Linked DNA regions of Muntiacus reevesi: region 1 is linked to region 2. Evidence: chromatin contacts called from public Hi-C data. All regions are on one chromosome and are shown on one strand. Each heading gives the region's core, a stretch centred on a gene start, on an enhancer-like site or on the middle of the called end of the contact. The rest is flanking DNA. Distances are from core to core; before and after follow the strand shown.

Region 1 (6,813 bases), core at 2,453-4,952, 440 kb after region 2:
CTGGCATGCTGCAGTCCATGGGGTAGCAAAGAGTCGGACACAACTGAGGGACTGAACCAAATGTTGTCCCAGGATATAACTACTCATGATGTGTAGGACTGCTGGCTTTAAGTTTAATGCTTAAGGCGGGGGGGGGGGGGGGGGGGGGGGGGCGTGGAATTGAAATGGAGCAGGACCATATGGTCCTTGCCCCCCACCCATGTCCTCTGCTTGCTTTTTGTCTGTGGAAAATTTCAAATAATAAGTTTAATCAGAAAAGTAAAAAACGTGGAAACAAAGGAAAACAGTCGAAGGAGACTAAATAATGATGTAGTCATGAAGCATAGTCAAGGACCTTTAGTTTTTTCTCAAGGACTATAGGTAATACTCTGAGCCATATCCTGTGAGCTGTCTTACAGATACTAAAACACCACGCGGAGAAGTTAACTTCTTGATGACCAGACTGAACCAAGGACTTGAGCTGCCACAATTCTGAGAACTGACTGCAAAGAAATGGGAACACGTGCACCCCAGAACTGAAGATTAACTGTACACAAAACAACCAAGATGATGCTAGGAAGACCAGTGATGACCAATATGAAGATGACTTAGAGATGACTGTGCTGTTTCTGCATGCAGCCCCCCCCCCCCCCCACAGCTCTAGCTATAAAAGCTCTCATCCCCTGCTTGTGGGGGCGGGGGGTGCAGAGTCAGTCTTTGGACAGATGTCCACCACACTCCCCCTCAGTTGCTGGCATCTGAAACAAAGCAAACTTTTCTTTCCCCCAACCTGGCCTGTTTATTGGCTTTTGAGTGGTGAGCAGATGGACCTCCCATCACACACACCCTTCCGATAACATTATCATGAATAAGCCACCTTTAAAAGCTTAAAACTTTAGTTTATAAACATGGGAGAGCAGTGGAAATTTTAAGTTGAGAATGATACAATATTTTCGCCTGGAAATATTCCTTGTCAGCAGTGGATAACTGCAGGAGAGCACAGTTGGAGTCTACAACAGTCGGCAGAGGAAACCACAGAGGCGACCAAAGTGACAGCCACAGATGACAAGTATGGACTCTGTATGTGCGTCACTGAGGCTGAGCTGACCAAGCTCAGTGATCAGTTAAGTGCTGACTATGAGGATCAAGACCACCAAGACTAGAAACCAAAATTCTTTATTTTCATTTACGTACATGCTGCTCACATGTTTGTAAAACTTTTTTAAATTTAGCAAGAGTATAAAAAGCATTATTTAAGTAAGAGGAAAAAAGATCTCAAAATGTCCTCTCCTCCTTGAAACCTGACACACCTCACTACACTCTAAACAGAATTAATCCTAAATTCCCATAGCATTTAGACAGACATCACAGCACATGGGTTTCCCAGGTAGCCCAGCAATAAAGAACTGGCTTGCAAATGCAGGAGATGCAAGACACATGGGTTCGATCCCTAGGTTAGCAAAATTCCCTGGAGGAGGAAATAGCACCCCACTCCAGTATTCTTGCCTGAAGAATCCCATGGACAGACGGCCTGGTGGGCCACAGAGTCAGACACGACTGAGCACACGGCACAGGTAACACTATAACCCATTCCACCGCTGAGAACACAGGGGCCGTATACTAACTACTGACTGGATCTCTAGGACTTAGCATAGTCCCTACCCAACCTGTAGAATAAAGAGAATGGTAGCTTTATTTTTAGCTCTTTTCCACTTCAAAACTGCCAGGACTTTACTAAAAATGAATATCTTGGGTGGAAAAATGTTAGAAGTCACAGAAATGGAATAAATATCCCCACAAAGCTTTCTGAGTAATTAAACTGGTCACATGGTCCGCTCTCACTGTTGGTGGTGGTCTGTTCTACAGGTACCCTGAGCACTGACTGATTCAAGACCCAGCCACTGCTCCTGCAGAAACACTGGGTTAGGTTCCCTCCAGCCTCCGGTTGCTTCATTTCCATCAACCAGTCAGTACAAAGCCTTGCTCTTCATGTTTCTATTAAAGGCACCCTATTTAAGTAAGACACTGCTGATTCCTTAACACTGAACTCACAGCTGACAGCACCTAACTCACACCTGAACAAAGCTCATCAGAAAGAAGCCTGCCTTCCTGCACCAACAAGCTTGGAGGACCTTCTAGACAGGGATGGACTTGGGAGGGCGTTATACTATGTCCGTCAGAGAGAGAACGACAAACACCATGTGATGTCACTCACAGGTGGAACTGAAACAACACAACACACTAGTCAACAAAAGAGAAGCAGACTCACTAGTGAACTCAGTGGTGGTACCAGTGCGGGAGCGAAGGAGGGAGGGGCAAGGCAGGGGTAGTGGGAAAAAGAGGGTTGTTAACACAACCTTATGCCCACGATCTCGTGTGAGCGAAGCTGGAAAATTGTAAAGAATTACAGAACTTAAAGAATCTTTGAATCAATTTTTTAGAAATGGGCTAAAGAAACAGTGGAATCACGAATAAAAAGCTTAAACTGTGGCACTGAAGGACAACGAGGCCGCTGGTTTACAGTCTGAAATAAGCAGGCAGAGGGGCGGTCCGCCAGACTTCGGCAGGGACAGCGCGAGGGTCACCCCGCACACCGGCCAGGCGCCCTGAGTGCTGGTTCTGTTCGGGGGCCGGTCCGTGAACCCACAAACACCGAAGGCGCGCTAGGTCTGCTCGGAGATGAGCCCCGCCCCCCGAACCCCGACTCTACATCATCCGTCCGCTCGTGTCCAGCCCACCCGGTGAGCATCACTGGACAGACGGCCTGGCGGCGTCTCCAGCGAGCCCCGCACACGAACGCTGCTCCGGCCCGTGACCACCAAGCCAAGGGTCCAGGAGTGCTATACTGAGAAAAGAAAACTGTACAAACCTTTCCGAAAAAACCAGACCCGATGCCGCCGAAACACCTGACCCGGACCCAGAGCTCCAGGCTGGGGGAGAATTTAGATTTCAGAAGTTTGTGCCTCGGTCTGTGAGTCCCCGGGAGGAACAGACCTTAAACGGACTCGGAGACCAGAAAGCGCAAAAACCCAAAGCCCATCAGTTAACGGATAAAGAAAGCAAGGCTCCCCCCTCGACGAAACGCCGCCCAGCGGCCGTGGACCGAGGAGCGCCGACCCCGCCGGACCAGGTGAGCCGCGTCAGCTAACGAGCTCGCGGGGCTCCGGGTGCCCCTCACGCTCCACACTAGCGGCGACTGCGGCGCTGCCCGGCCCGGAGAAGGCGCCGAAGCCACGCAGCCGGTGTCTTCAGACTGAGGGATTCCACCGTGTGTGGATTCCGGCTCGTTTGTTTGAAAGCGCCACAAGAGCTGACGCGCTGACCGGTCAAACTACGCCGAAACACCAACGCCTTTCCCGCCTGGCGCCAGTGGGCGTATCAGCCCTCGGTCCCCGCCCCGAGCATCACTGAGCCCGCGACCCCGGCCCCGGCCGCCCGCCCGCTCGCACGGCCCGAGGCCCTCACGGCACATCACACACCGCTGGGCGCGGAACTGCTAAGCCGGGACCAGCAACGCGAACTCCCACCCGACGGCGACTCCACTTACGCGCCTCAGCCGCGCAGGCCGGACCGAGTTCTGTCCAGACTGAACGCACAGAAACTCCCTGGGATACGGCCGCCTGGAGAACCCTGGGAAGAAGGTCTGGGCAAGAACGCGCGGGCGGAGGGGACCTGAACGTGCGGACGGGCACTAGGCACGGCCGCCAAGAGGACTCTGGAAAAAAGGTCTGGGCGAGACCACACCAGCGGATGCGGTCTGAACGCGCGGAAGGGCACTAGGCACGACCCGCAGAGGATCTTGGGAAGAAGGTCTGGAAGAAATCGCGCCAGCGGTGACGGCCTCAATACGCAGCAGGGCGCTTGAACGGCCGCGCAGAGGATCCTGGGAAGAAGGTTTCGGAAACACCGCAACGGACGAGGAGGCCTGAAGGGCACGCAGAGGACCATGGGGAGAAGGTCTGAGCGACAACGCCCCGGGGCGGGGTGGCCCGAACCCCACCCTGCTTAGGATGGCTGAGTGGAGGACCGTGGGAAAGGAGTAGGTCCAACTGAACTCGCGCCGGACCACTGCGGGGCATAGAAAGAGAAGCCGCAAGTCAAGTCGACAGATGGGAGCAGAGCCGTCTGTTGAAAGCCGTAAAGCAAGCTGGCAGTACGACCCGGACCACCGTGCCCGCCGCTCGGCTCCCGCATGTCCTACGTCACCGTGACCTCTGCTGCCCCCTGGCGCCCAGCGAGCTCGCCGCATCGCCCTCTGCGCCCCAAGCCCAGCAAGGACTGCCCGGTTGCTTGGCGCCCCCGGTGCTTCGAGGCTGCTATGGTCATCAGAGCCCGGCAGGGACTGCAGGGGGACGGGCCCTCCGGAACATGCCCCTTGCCGCTCGGTCCCCAGGCCAACGGACTGGTTTCAAATTGGGAAAGGAGTCCGTCAAGGATGTATACTGTCACCCTGCTTATTTAACTTATATGCAAAGTAGCTCATGTGGAATGCCAGGCTGGATGAAGCATAAGCTGGAATCAAGATTGCCAGGAAAATGTCAATAACCTCGGACATGCAGATGACGCCATCCTTATGGCAGAATGACTTCTCTGGTGGCTCATACGGTAAAAGCGTCTGCCTACAATGTAGGAGCCCTGGGTTCGATCCCTGAGTTAGGAAGATCCCCTGGAGAAGGAAATGGCAACCCACTCCCAGTACTCTTGCCTGGAAAATCCCATGGACAGAGAAGCCTGGTAGGCTACTATCCATAGATGGGGTCGCAAAGAGTCAGACACGACTGAGTGACTTCATTTCTTTCCTTCCTTCCTTCCTTCCTTAGCAAAGAGGAACTGAAGGGCCTCTTCATGAAAGTGAAAAAGAGTGAAAAAGCTGGCTTAAAACTCAACATTAAGAAAACGAGGGTGATGGCATCCGATCCCATCACTTCATGGCAAATAGACAGGCAAACAATGGAAACAGTGACAGATTTTATTTTCTTGGGCTCCAAAAATCACTGCAGATGGTGACTGCAGCCATGAAATTAAAGACGCTTGCTCCTTGGAAGAGAAGCTATGACCAACCTTGACAGCATATTAAAAAGCAAAGACATAACTTTGTCAAAGCTATGGTTTTTCCAGTAGTCATGTATGAATGTGAGAGTTGGACCATTAAGAAAGCTGAGCGCCAAAGAATTGATGCTTTCAAACTGTGGTGTTGGAGAAGACTCTTGAGAGCCCCTTAGACTGAAACGAGATCAATCCAGTCAATCCTAAAGGAAATCAGTCCTGAATATTCACTGGAAGGACTGATGCTGAAGCTCCAAGACTTTGGCCACCTGATGTGAAGAGTCTACTCAATGGAGAAAAAACCCTGATGCTGGGAAAGGTTGAAGGCAAAAAGCGAAGGAGAGGGCAGAAAATGAGATGGTTAAATAGCATCACTGACTCAATAGACATAAATTTGAATAAACTCCGGGAGATAGTGAAGGACAGGGGAGCCTGGCATGCTGCAGTCCATGGAGTCACAGAGTTGGACATGAGCTCAATAACACATAAAACACATACAATAACAACAACAATAACACATAAAACATATAAAAATAGGCAGATGAATATCTAAACTCTGAATGAAGAAAAGCTTTCTAACTGTAAAAGCTGATAAATTAATAATAAAGTAAAAGATGAATAAATGTACCTATATTTAACTTCTTTAGCTTCTGAAGAATAAACAAGAAAAAGGGGGAAATACAATTGACATGTATGATGAAGTGAATTCATGTATAAAAAGTTCTAAACTCAAGAAATTAGACAAATGAAGTTGAGTGGATATTTTGCAAAAGGAGAAAGATAATAAATAGGAAAAAATGTTTAATGAAACCAAAAGAATACATATTGAAATAAGTGTATAATTTCAACCATTTCTTTTTAAATTAGGAAATTTAAATGTTTTATATAAATTTACATTAATAAATTCTTACTGAAAAATATAAATGATAAAAATTCATCTAGCATTTTACATAACCACTTGTATGTCAAAACCAAAATTATTCTCACAGTTGACCAGTGTTATCTATTGATATATATAGTCTTTCTGACCTTGTATTTATGATCATACATTGAAATAATTTTGGCTGATAATATGCAGTACAGATGATACTTTCATACTGCTAGTAAGAATATAAACTGATGGAGGTTTTCAGAAAAGCAATCTTGCAATACGTATCAAAAACATACCCACTCATCCAGGAATTCAACCTCTAGAATGTTAGCCACTAAAGAAAATGTAGCTAGCTGGGATGTACACAAAGATTTCTTTATAAGAATACTCTATATAACATTATTTATACCTGAAAAATGACTGAACACAAAATGTTAACATTATGAAATCTGTTAAATAGGACAGCCATTAAAAACCAGGTTTTAAAAAATGCCTATTGACATGGAAAAAAAATGCTCAAGATCATTTTCTGTGGAAAAAGCAGGGCCTAAAACTATACACATATAACTGCTTGCCCACACTCATTAGGATGGCTACTATGTAAAAAAAAAAAACACCAAATGTTGACAAGGATGTACGAAAACTGGAATCCTGTGCACTACTGATAGGAATATAAAATGGTGCAAATACAATGGTAGGCCTTCAAAAAATTAAAAATAGAATTACCATATGACTTGACAATTCCACTTCTACTTATATACCTAGAAGAACTGAGTGGAGTCTTCAAGAGGTATTTGCACATCATGTCCATAGCAGCATTATTCACAGTAGTCAAAAGATGGAAGCAGCCCCAGTGTCTGTCACTGACAGATGATGGACAGACAAAATGTGGTGTGTATACACAAATGACTATGTTT
Region 2 (6,797 bases), core at 2,263-4,762:
CGACCGGCCCTCACCGCCATCCAGGAGTTGATTTTCGTCCACAGAGAAGCAACGGCTGTTGACTTTGCTTTTCCAACCATTGACAACCCCCACAGCTTTTCAACAGCAATCGCTCTCTGGCAGCCACGCGCCGTAAGCCTTTCTCAGCTTTTTGTAACATCTACGCCAGCTGTTGCGGCTCTGCTTGTCAAACATTCTATACCAGAGTCCGTCTCCACTTCCTGCAAGTTGTGGAGAGTAACACAGGAAGGACTAAAGAAGAAACCGTGAAAAGGCAGTTCTTGTATATTGGAAGGAAGACTTATTTCCCAGGGCTTCTTCTCATGCTCCTTGTGCAATCTCAACTTTCCCCACGAACTAAATTAGCAGCTATGACTCTCAAATCTGTACTTCCGGCCTAGACTCCTCTCCTAAACTACAAATCAATATATCTGTCTACCTACCATACAACTCCACTCTGGTAAACCATGAACTTGTAGTTCCCCACTGGTTTGTTTTTTTTTTTTTTTTTTCAGTATTTCCAGTTTCCATGGATGACTTCTTCATCTATTCATTTGGCCTGAGCCAGAAATCTAGAAATAATCCTTAACTCCTCCTCCCTCACTATGCATAATCTGATGTTGAGGAGGTTTCGAGAGAGGGATGGATTGAGAATGCCCCTGGGGCATTTGAATGGATGGTAACGCTTTGACCTAGAGCTAGAATCTAAGAAGCAGAGCGCTGTTAACTGTAGGGGCCACACACGGGGCGGGACGGGGGGCGCGGGGCGGGGGAGAAATGTTACACGTGGGTTCATGCTTTCAGCAAATTACTGAGCATCTGCTTGTGGCGATCTTCTAAATGCTGAACCTGTGGACAACGAACAACAAAGCAAAGTATGTTCCCTCACAGAGCACTTATATTCGGATGATGGAGGGAGACAAAATCATGAGTACTAGCAAATAAATATACTATTTTCGGTGGCCATAAGGTCTGAAAAAGTAGTGAAGGGAGAGTGTGGAAGGGTGTTAAGTGGGGATAGGGCGACCAGAGAAGGGCTCAAGGCTGATGACATCTGAATAGAGCTATGTTATATATAATGACAACTTACTACCTCAATATCAAGGGGTAGGAGTTACTTCCAATTAAGAAGATGATATTTGCATTGGCCTTGGTAAGAATTTTATGGGTGAGGGTTCATGGAAAAGGTGAATTCAGATTTTTTTTAAAAAATGTGAGTGAAAGCTGCAAAGTGCATGCTGCATTTAGGAAAAAACTGGTTATTTATTGTAATAGAGATAGGTGGGGTCAGATTATGGCAAAGTTTAAATGCCCTGTTGGTATCGATTTCATCCTCTACTCTGGGGAGTCACTAGAAGTTAGGAGCAGGAGTACTGAGACAGCCTGGGCCCTGGGTCCCTTTTCTGCAGTGTTTGCACCTGGACAAGTCTCCTGGGCAACAGAATACAAAGAAACCACAAGGGACTAAAAATAACTGTGGTGCATGCAGCAGTTGGGGCAAATTATGAATAATAAGATACAAAAAGACCAAAACCCTACTGCCATGATCCCTGGACACAGTACCACCAAGGAGGCAGGCGACCACCTAAGCCACCCCTCTGGCCCATCCACCCCTACCCTCACCCTATTTAAAGGACCTGCTGGGTGGGTGGGCAGGGGTGGCTTTGAGTGAGCCAAGGAAAAGTGTTACTTGTTTTCACTCCCTGAGCCCCAATAAAGCCTTGCTGGAATTTTTCTTCTGGACCCTTTTCAATTTCTATTGATTAAAGGGTCCAGGAACTCAGGTAGGTAATAGTATGACCTGTCCAGAGTATGCTTTAAAAAAAAAAATCATCTTTTATAGAATGGATTGTAAAAGGGGGGAGGGGAATCTTTAGGCAAAAATGCCAGTTAGAAATCTATGGAAATAGTCCAAGCTAAAGATAATGCAACATGGAGTGGAAATAAGTAGTAAGATATAAATTTGAAAGCCAGTAGTATGACAAGATCACCATGATTTTTTTTTTTAATTTGGGTGCCAAAGTGAAAGTCGCTCAGTTGTGTCTGACTTTATGATCCCATGGCTTATACAGTCCATGGAATTCTTCAGACTAGAATACTGGAATGGGTAGCCTTTCCCTTCTGGAGTATATTACTGGAGTGTTCCCTTCTCCAGGGGATCCTCCAAACCCAGGGATTGAACCCAGGTCTCCCACATTAGCAGGCAGATTCTTTACCAGCTGAGCCACAAGGGAAGCCCAGGAATACTGGAGTGGGTAGCCTATCCCTTCTCCAGCAGATATTCCCCACCCAGAAATTGAACTGGGGTCTCCTGCATTGCAGGTGGATTCTTTACCAGCTGAGCTACCTGGGAGACCCCAGGTGCCAAAAGAAAAATACTGAGCTAAGGTGTCTGGGAATATCTTGACTGTAACTAACAGAAAATCAAAAAGAGGTGGAAAAGCAGATTTAGAAGATGGCAAGTTCCTTTTAGACATGCTTATGTGTCAGACCAGTGAAGAGTCCCAGGTTTTCCTTAGCAGTAGTGTTACCAACCAGGGTCCTTGGACTCTAATCAATAGAAATTGAGGCCAGGTAAGAAATTCAGGCAAGGCTTTATTGGGGCTCATTCTGCAGCAGGAGGAAGTGAAAACAAGTGACTTGCCTCTGGGCCAAAGGGGTGGCTTATGTGGTCTGTCTGCCACCTTAATGGTTCTGTGTGCAAGCAGCGGTTGGGTTTTGGCCTTTTTGTTTCTTACTGTTCATGATTTTCCACAACCCTGCATGCACAGTTATTTTTATTCCCTTATAGTTTCTTTGTACTCTGTTACTGGAGGAGTCATCTATCAAGGTGCAAGCATTGCAGTAAAGGGTCCCCTGTCCCAGCCCATTCCAAAAGTTGTAGCCCTGAGACTAAAGTGCCTTTCCCCCTACTTCTTGCTCTTCTGCAAAGATGAAATCACAATTGGATTTTAACTAACTATATGATTTAAGGAAGTTTCTCACACCTCTTAGGAAAAGGAGGTAGTGTCTGCTACCCGATAAAAAGCGCATTCATATACATACTCTTCTGACTGTACAAACTGATCCAACAAATCCTATCTTGGCTCTAGGCCACCAGATCATTGAAGGAGAAACTATAATGTCTTAGACTCTTCACCTCCTTAGAGATAAATTCGTATATCACAACTCATAATAATCCTGTGATTATTTACTGCATTCATGAAAACAAGCCTAAACTGGGAGACCTAAACTGCGCCAGGACTAGCACGACTGACCTCAAACATCACCCCCCCCCCCCCCCCTCCGCCCCCGCCCGGACCTCCTTCACCAGGAGTGCTGTGTGCAGAGGTGAAACTATATTTCCCAGTAACCTCTGCGGGGCAAGGAGCGCGAGGGAGGGCGGGAAGGGAGGGGGGGGGGCGAGCCTTTGTATGAACAGCTTTCCTATTGGTGCGCAATCCAGAAGCTGTGTAAGCCAATGAGCGATTGGGCGGGCTCGTGCCTGCCGCGCCGCCCCCCGGTTTGAGTGTTTTTTTTTTGTTGGGCGCTTGGCGTCTGCGGCTCCAGGCAGGGTGAGTGGAGTTCCGGGTTCCAGGAGGGGGGGGGGTCAGGGAAGGGGTCTGGGGAGGAAAAGAGGGATTGTGCCCGGGGCTGGGGTACTAACTGTGTGAGCAGTGCGGAGGGGAGGGGTGGGAGCCTGAAAGGGCTCGTCGAGAGGCCCGGGCCGTAACGGACAGTTAGCATCTTTAGGGGGAGGATAGGTGGCGCGGGAGGATGGGGACTCTGGTCTCCACGGGGTCAAAACAGGACGAAATGGAGAAAGGAGTACGGAACGTAAGCTCCTGGGATTCCCTCATCGTCCCCGCCGGGCTCAGCCTCACGTTCCTCATTTGTGAAGTTGAGGGATAAGATCCTTCAGAGTTGTGGGGTTAAAGTAATAAATGCCCAAGTGCTAAACCCAAATAAAAATAGGGATGGGTAGAAGCTGACTGAAACACTGTAATTTGTGTTATAAACAAGGAAAGGGCCAAGCTCTTTCAGGAGATAGGACGATGCTTCCATCTGCAGATAGTACACACGGTCGTGGGAGAGGTGGGACCCGCAGAGAACCTATTCCGTCCCCTCTTAGAGAATGGCAAATGCGCTCCCTCTGCAGCTAGCTCGTTTTGGATGGAGAGACTCAGGGAAGAGATGGAGGAGGTGGTACTTGAGTTTATCGTGTGCAGATTGGACTTCATTAAGTGAGACTATGAGTGGAGGGAACTGTGGACCAGCTGAAGGGAAACTCCTGAACAAAGACATGGACGCCGGAGTACATTAGGGGAGTGGAGGAAAACAAGGCAGGAGAGGTAGGTTTGGGCCATACATTTAAAAAGCCGGGAGGGTTAGGCAGAGTTTGATTTAGAGCATTAGACTATGAGAAACACCGATGAATCTTAACAACTTTTTAGTCAGGTGAGGGGTTGGATAGAACAGTTAAGTCATTGTAGTAGGTTAGGTAAGAAGACATAGAGGATCCCTAATTAACACCGTCCTTGTCAGAAGAGGGTCAAGAGAAGGAGTAATGAAATGAATACATTTTCAAATCCAGGTTACTTGAAAGAGGCTGAATTGGTAACTGAAATAGAAAGGTCAGAAGGAACATGTTTGGGTGACAAAGGTGATGTATTTGGGGAGCATTAGCTTTAAGATGCTAAAAAATATGTGGCTTGAATGATTTTTTTTAGTATTAAGGAGTTTCATTGGTCAGTTATGACCACACTTCTGGGTTCATGACCCAGGAGTGAGCTGCTTCATTCTGATTTTTTCTTTTTTTGAGTTAAACATTTCAAGTTCCAATGGGACATATATAGATGAAAATATGTTACATAATTGAAAATTCAAGTCAGGAGATTGAAAGATCTCATTTATTCATTCTAAAAGTCATTGTAAGTTATTCTTTTACAGGTCGTGTTTTAGATGATATAGGTAATTATCAAAAAGAAGTGGGAATAATGTTTCCAAAGAAATGGAGAGAGGAAGTAGTAAAGAAAGTTGAAGACAAAGCCTTTTGAACCAAGGGAGTAAAATTTTCAGTGAAAATAGTAATTGTATGCATTTTTTGAGTGCTTAAATGTGTTGGACATGTGCTCTGCTCTTCTATTCATTTAATCCTTACAACAGCCTGTGACATATATGCTATTATTATCCCCATTTTCTAATGAGTAACTGAAGTTTAAAGAGATTAAGTAAAAACTTCCTCAAGGCCACACAGCTAATAGGGGACAGAACTTTGGCTCAAACCCAAGTCTGCTTGATTTCAGAACCTGTGCTCTCAACCACAAAGCAATATTTTAAAAAAGAAGGTTAACATTGTCAGGCAGGCAATCAATGCACTTGTTGAATGGAGAAGGACGGAAGCAAAAGAACATTGGACTTATGAATGTGGATGTCTGCTGATGAAGAAGGGCAACTCCAGTTCAGATGTAGTAGCAGAGTTGAGGTCTTAGAGATTATAAAGCTAAATGAGACATGAGTGTAGGCAACTTTTTGTAGATGTACACTAAGTCAGGAAGGAGTAAGGAAGAGAGGGAGGTGAGAGGTTACAGGTTGTTAGAAGTTCGTAGAAAGCTCCACTTGCTCTTCACTGATTTGAGGACAGTGGCATTTCAGATGCCATCCAGATACATAGACAGGAATGGAGTGCTGCAACATAGAGGAGCCTTAAAAAGTTTAGGCGAAATAAAAGCAGTCAGTCAGAAAGACTACATACCATATGATTCTGTTAGGTAGTTAGAATAGGGAAAAGGAGTCCAGAATGGCAGTGGCTAAAAGACCTGGAAGGGAGAAGCCCGTGAAAATAGAACAAAGGAAGGTCCGAGGACCGGAGTGAGAACCTCAGATAAAACAAACAGCACTCCTGGCTGGCCCAATTTACATAGGACAGGCCCAGGGAGAGAAAAACATATAAAAGAGGAGCCAAAGCTAGCTCTCTCTCTCTCCCGCTCACTGGGGCGCTCTTCTCTTGGCGTTTTTGGGTCGACATGCCCTCACGCCTCGAAGATGGATTTTCCTGCTATTATGTAAATAAATTAGAGCTGTAACACTGATTTATCTAAGAGCTATAACACGATCCGTTCGAGACCTGAGAGCTATAACATGATCTGTCCAAGACCCAAGAGCTGTGACAACCGAGGGGGGCTTTAATGTCCATCACTCCAAATCTTTGTGTGATGAGACAGAAACTGAGAAGCATACACTCACCTGACAATTCCATGGGCATGCAAGTCCAGAACAGGAAGCTCTGTGGAGACAGGAAGTAGATTGGTGCTTGCTTAGGGCTGCAGTGGAGTGGAGCTTAGGGGAAGCTGAAGGTTACCTGGGTTTCTTGAAGTGCTGAAGATGTTCTAAAGCTCCTGATGGTGATGGTTGAATGTGTCTGTGACTCTACTAAACTCACTGAGCTGTACATTGAAATGAGTGAATTGTTTGGAATGTGGATCATACCTCCTGAGAGGGCAGGTTTGGTGGTGGGAGGTCTTGTGTTGGGGGGCTCACTTTGGGGCATGTTAAGCTTGAGAGACCTGCTCAGGCAGAGGTGCATGAGTCTCTTGAGGGCACTCAGGACTAGAGGCTGCATTTGAGAACCACTGGTGTGTTCCTTGTATTTAGAGCCACAAGGCTTCATGAGGTCGCCAAGGCAGTAAAGATGAGAACTAGAAGTGACTGAAGATCAGTGGCCAGTGTGGAGGGAGGGAAATGAGGAGCACGTGGTGTCTGGGAGGCTAATTGTAGGAAAGCTCAAGGAGGTTGGAGGAGGAGGGGGAAGAGCACGG

Evidence for each region. A called contact is a pair of places that touch in the nucleus more often than the background predicts.
Region 1: a Hi-C map of muscle shows a contact between it and region 2, with 3 times the contacts expected there. The contact joins the promoter of RAD52 here to the promoter of CCDC77 in region 2. A contact is called at or near these places in 2 of 3 Hi-C or Micro-C datasets (blood and muscle).

The regions. Positions count from the first base shown.
Region 1 is chr1:51,349,820-51,356,632 of mMunRee1.1, forward strand. It overlaps RAD52 (RAD52 homolog, DNA repair protein), which reads right to left and starts at 3,703. Exons shown (of 13, transcript XM_065943020.1): 1 at 3,527-3,703.
Region 2 is chr1:50,912,383-50,919,179 of mMunRee1.1, forward strand. CCDC77 (coiled-coil domain containing 77) reads left to right here and starts at 3,513. Exons shown (of 12, transcript XM_065942923.1): 1 at 3,513-3,554.